2 separate regions of the Bicyclus anynana genome follow, and region 1 is linked to region 2. The links are chromatin contacts, called in public Hi-C maps. All regions are on one chromosome and are shown on one strand. The core of a region is the stretch at or near the end of the contact, and the rest is flanking DNA. Distances in the headings are between cores, read along the strand shown.

Region 1 (2,749 bases), core at 41-2,540, 41 kb before region 2:
ACAATCACTTCATATTCTCATGGCCTTTTTACTGTTAAATAAAAGTTTATATGCATATAAAGAGTGGAAAAGAATGCCGGGCGCCATGATTCGGCGGATCAAAGAGTTCACTCGAGTGCCGAGGAAGATCCACTCGTGGCTCGAGTTGCCTTATCATAACCCTTGAACGGTAGGTAAAACGGGAGTCGTAAAAAATTACACTTCAAACTAATATCGGGGTAAGTGAGCGCGGGCGGAAAGTTTACTGTTCCCCGAGCTATTAATTATTATCGACGAGTATCGATTTCTAATGCCGAGGGACGTAAAACTGCGCTGTTTCCGAAGACAACGCTAAGAGTTCTTTATTTAAAGGTAATCAGCTGAAAATCGGCGCTGTATGTCTATTTTCGTACAGCACTATGCTGAGCTGGATCCTTTTTCAAGGTTGTGCCAAATATGACAATGCTTAGACTACTATTGGGTTTTGACTTGCTTAAGTAGTCTGTATCAAGCACTACAATAGTGTTAAATCTGGTACAATTTTTGAAATAAATGATTTTTCTTTTTTTCGTATTTCTTTAAGGTCAGACAACAAAAAGCGTCCTTCCTCGAGGACGATGCACGTGTTAGGGACCGAGCAAATATTTAACAGTTCCGACATCTGTTTCTATTCTAAGCGGAAATTAGGTGCGCGTGGGATTCGCATCGCACAGAAGGTAATATTCGTGAGAACTTCACTCTCGCTAACGATTAAGCGAAATTAAGCGGCCGTAAAGGGCTCCTCGCGCGATGTTTACCCTATCATTAGGAGGAAGAGGAGACGGCGCGGATAATACGGTCGGGACATGCGAATAAGTTTTCGGGATAGTTACGCTTTCCCAGAAGGCGGGATACCGTTGGGCAGATGTGAGGCGAGTCTTGACACGGTCAAGTACGAAGTTTGTTTCGACTGGTGTGGACTTCGGTTCTCGTTTAAAGGTGTTTTTGACCCGGTTCGCTGTGTATGTGTGCGCTGTGTATAGCGTTGTTTTCATTTCATTACGGCCGCGTCTCTCGCTTTTATATTTCAATAATCGTTTCCCGGGAACATGGTTTGGGCTTCCTCAAGCGGAATTACGGTGAAAGTATATTTTAGTTTATCTCTCTAGCCATTTCCCGCTCGAAAATCATCGGCATATTTGTCGACCGCAACAGTTTACTTAAAACCCAGAACATTGTGATTTCGTGGTTATCCCGTCGCGTGGTACTAGGATCGCATAGCTGTAGAGAGCAGCCCTGGCGTGTGAAAGGGACAGCGCGCTACGAGCGCGGCGGTTTCCGTCTCTTTCCGGCGTGTTTTTTTGCGGCGCCGGAGTGTGGGAACGCGAAGGCAGGTGGGGCTGCAGAGATTGCGACGCGACATCCGCCCGCCACAATGCATCTCGAGACGCACCGCTTTGTTTTACAATACGACAACCATAGATAGAGAAATAAATAGACAACTTATTAGCGTTGAAAGAAATTTTATTAAAATTTAAAAATTAAGCGTATTCGATTTTGACGTGATTGTGACATCACAGCACACTATAATGTATTTTTTTTCAGTAATATATTTTAAGCTAACTTGTTATTTATAATTCGCAACAAGTTGAGCATCTACTTTTGTGTTACACTACATTTTTTTTATTATTAAAATCATAAAAATTAATTGATAAATTGTCAAAATTGTTTGATTTGTCGGTTGTGTTCGATAAAACGGCACACATCATTTCATTCTTTTCTTTACAAAGAAAGAGTCCGCACACAATTTTTTACTTTTTGAGGGAATGCGATCTATTCGTCTATCCATTTCTCTGTCTACACGAGAACCCGATATGTTTAACATACGTTATAATGACGTTGCGACGTTTTTTGTTTGCCGGCCATCCGTTCGCCGATACATTAAAATTGCAAATGCTCCGCGGATCTGGTAAAAGTGGGTGCGATCTAATCACTCATACTAATCTCCGTAATGACGCGGCTTTCACCGCTGAGCGTGAAAGACGTGTGTAGACACTATAACAATATAATGTGTGTACAAAATAATTGTGTGTGTCTACTATGTCATATTGTGTGTGTACTATAACAAACAACTTGTTGTAATGTTATACAATTTAAACACAAGCTTATAGAAAAGTCGTATTATAGTGTTTATTGATTATAGTATAAACATTAAAAAAGCTTGGAAATTAAATGTACTACATGACTGGCTACTTATATACCTATTGTTAAATGGTGATAAACTAAAAAAAAAACCTGGTTGAGTTTGTTGTGGTAACATTATTTCAAGTTTTAGACTAATTATTATCATCATTATCTAATAATACCTAACCCGAGGTTTCGAAAGTGCTTGTAAACTAAGCCTAATTGAAATAAATTAATTTTGACTTTGATATTAAAACTAAAACAGCACCATCATTTAACCTATTTTGATGTTTCACTACAAATCCATGCATAGGAGGGGTTCTAGAGCTAAGACCCATCACGCTCCAATGGTGATAATGTTTCAAACGACCATCAGATGTTCATGATAATGCTCGGGATTCCCTAACTAAGGCACGAGGGTGTAAAACCAACTTTATAAGACAGAATTTTTAATGAATTTTTTTTGACTCGAACTCAGTACCTCGTGATTCGTATTCCACTTAGACTAACCACTGAACCAACCAGTAAAAAGAAATCCTAATGAAAAAAAAACTAAACAAAAGAAACTGTTTATTAAAGGTTTTACATAAACACTTAAGTGTTGTAT
Region 2 (3,191 bases), core at 117-2,616:
TTGGTACGAATGTGTTACATTACATGTTAACTAGTTAAGTGTTACACATAATAAAATCGGATAGACCTTGTATCGGTTTAGATTGAAGTCTTTAAACTGTTAGAAAATTAGTTATCGAAGACGTACGAGGTATGTAATTAATTTTAATCATTATGAATTATGATCTACTACTGTTTAAGGATATTTTATTGAGATTAACAATTTAGTTTAAATTAGGCTGATTGTCTTACCTAATTATGTAGTTATTGGGTTGTATAATACGAACTTTTATTAGATGCATACAAATACAGATATTATTTATTGTTTCTAAGTACCTAACACGAAGTTATGTGCGAATAGGCACATAACTTTTTTAATAATTTAATAAAGGTTGATGATCATTGAGTTAATAAATAACAAATAAACCTTTGATACTAGGAAGATTATAGAATTTTTGATTATAAGTCAGGAAAGTTTACTAACATCTGTACGACCCTTAGGAGTAATAGCCTTGACCGTTTAAAGGACACTGACCTCCTGATTTATTATTATTATTTTAGTACAATCTTAGTCAAACTTTGCCGTCGACCCCAAAAATTAGGCTCGCTACAAACAAAGTTAACTTTGAACGAAAAGTGGATCAATGCAAGTGCCCGAAATATCCCCGTAGCAGATACAGGCCTGTCTACAGCTATTCCCGGCCACGCATCGCGGAATTAGTCCTTTTGGGAAATCGGAATCATCTCGAGGTATGCATCTAATTTTAAACGAAGAGGCTCGCAACCTTGCTGACCCCGCGCCGGCTGTATTAAAACCTGAACTTTCTTTATAACTATGCACCGAGTGTTTGCTCGGTAAACGTATTGAACACACACAAGCGCCTCGCGCCGGTCACGACTCGAGCTAACCTACACCCTCGCCGGCCAGTATCCAGGACGATCTAGGCCCTCTTTGCGCTCGTGGGAAAGTGAGTGTCGTGCCGTAACCGCCGATTCGCGATCGGCTCGCTCGCATACATTCGGGGACGTAAACAAACGGGGTTTCGCGGTTTCGGCGTGCGGCCAGTACCTGGGGCAGAAACCCTAGCAGGGCGACGAGCACCGCGGAAGCGCGCATACTGGCGCGACCACCGGCGCCTGGGCATACACGGGATCCGAAACCCGTCACAGATCGACGGCGGCGGAGTAATCCATCACTCGCACATGCTGCACTGAGTTTCACTGCAAGTCACACAACACTAGAGGTGTCACTGATCGGCTGCGGGAACCGGTCGCGGAGTTTCGTGCACTACGTTCGAAATTCGAATCGCGCGCGTGCGGCCGGCGTGCAGCAGCCGTGCTGACGTGTGATCGCGGCGGTGCGTGACGGCGGACTGAGGGCGGGTGGCGGCCGCGGTGCGGGCAGCGCACACCTGGCGCCCGCCGCGCCGCTAGATGGCGCTGCGCGGCGCATCTGCCGCCGCCGCCGCGCCGCCCGCGCCCCGCGCCCCGCGGGCCTTCAACCAGAAAATATACGGAAAACAGCCGTCTGCCTTTTGATAAACGTCTTGGACACGTGCTCGTAGTAAAGCACGTAGAAAAAATACTGTATAAGTTCATTTCAAGTTAAATTGCACTTTGGTTCAATATAATAGGTAACCTACGTATTACATATTTATGTATAGTGCTTTTAGTACTTAGATATCTAAAGAACAAAAGTTTAAATACAAGGTTGATGAAAATTTAAATTTATGATTTCAGTAAGTTTTTGAACAGGAAGGTAGGTAGGTAGGCTAGGTGCCCACCTACACGTAGGTAACTAGGAGATTTGGTGGGCGATAATAATATTTGAGGAAAAATATTTAAACTAATTAAAAATAAACATTTGGTAGACTAGGTGACCGCCTTCTTAATAGGATGTTAGTAGGTAGGTAGATAGGTACCTAACTTCCTGCCAAACTAATTATTAATTTGATGATTGATAGTGAATGATGCAGCTATTTGCCGCAAAAGGTCAACTATAAAATAAGTTAAAAAGACAATTTCTGAACGTAAAATGTAATAACACCTACCTGATACAGGATACAAAATCTCTAAACAGTTAGTCAGCAGTAGATGTGAAAAAAAAGCCACGTTTCCGTTCCCAATCGATATAAAACGTATAAAATCGCCATAATTATATTTCGATACATTAATTTAGGTTCGCGTGCTATCCGTACATTCACGTATGCAAATTGTGCTCAAAATCTGCTAATAGAACGCAGCTGGATGGGTGCGCGAATAAAATAATATAATTTTATTCTCTTGGGGTGATTACGGGTTTTTTTTTAATCGCCGGGGGATAAATGAAATTCGGTGGCAGTGTGCTGATTGTGAATGCGTGCAAGACTTATTGATGAAAAAAAAAAGATACTTAGCTATACCTAAATATCGATGTTTATTTAACCGACTTAAAAAAGGAAGAGGTTCTCAATTCGTCGGAATCTTTTTTATTTCTTTTTTCAGCTGGACGGGTGCACTAATAAACTAATATAATTTTATTCTCTTAAAGTGATTACGGTTTTTTTTTGTTAATCGCCGGGGGATAAATGAAATTCGGTGGCAGTGTGCTGATTGTGAATGCGTGCAAAACTTTTTGATGAAAAAAAAAAAGATACTTAGCTTTATCTATCGATGTTTTTTTTAACTGACTACAAAAAAGGAGGAGGTTCTCAATTCGTCGGAATCTTTTTTTTAAATTTTTTTTTTTCAGTTCGTATTTTCACCGATTAGGTACTCGAAGATGCCGAGTATCGATTTGGAAAATTATTTTTAATTTATTATGTCTAAGCATCATAACTCATCTTATTAATATTAATAATCAATCTTATAAATCAAACGCAATCTTATTAATATTAATAATTTTAAATGCATTATGCATGTACTTAATAATTTTTCTGTGTTAACCTACCACGTCAACCGAAAATATTTTTTCTAAAAAAGTCCTCAAGGAAGGGCTTGCCATCCACAGTCAAGTCTCCAGCAGTTCTATCTTAATGTACTTAGATATACTTCAGCCTTTCTTGATGAGTACTGTTTACCAACAAAGAAATTAGAAATGAAGGTAGAAAACGCATGTCATTTCATAACTTATTTATTTAAAATTTTTAAGGTTTGTTTAGAAAATGTTATATAAAATATATTAACCATATCTAATTGCTCTAAACATTATTAATCAAATTTATTTTCATTAAT

What was found. Hi-C and Micro-C count contacts between places; a contact is called where the count stands out from the background.
Region 1: a contact with region 2 is called in a Hi-C map of whole larva, with 2.8 times the contacts expected there. The contact joins the enhancer-like site here to the promoter of LOC112046850 in region 2. A contact is called at or near these places in 2 of 2 Hi-C or Micro-C datasets (whole body and whole larva).

The regions. Positions count from the first base shown.
Region 1 is chr22:4,533,867-4,536,615 of ilBicAnyn1.1, reverse strand. The region is part of intron 4 of LOC112046850 (neurogenic locus protein delta); the gene reads right to left. Among protein-coding and RNA genes, the nearest start is that of LOC112046842, 30 kb to the left of the region's middle. Within about 2 kb of position 1,290, at least 4 of the 8 cell types and tissues checked have open chromatin away from gene starts, as enhancers often do.
Region 2 is chr22:4,492,441-4,495,631 of ilBicAnyn1.1, reverse strand. It overlaps LOC112046850 (neurogenic locus protein delta), which reads right to left and starts at 1,366. Exons shown (of 7, transcript XM_052888366.1): 1 at 1,048-1,366. The coding sequence starts at 1,095.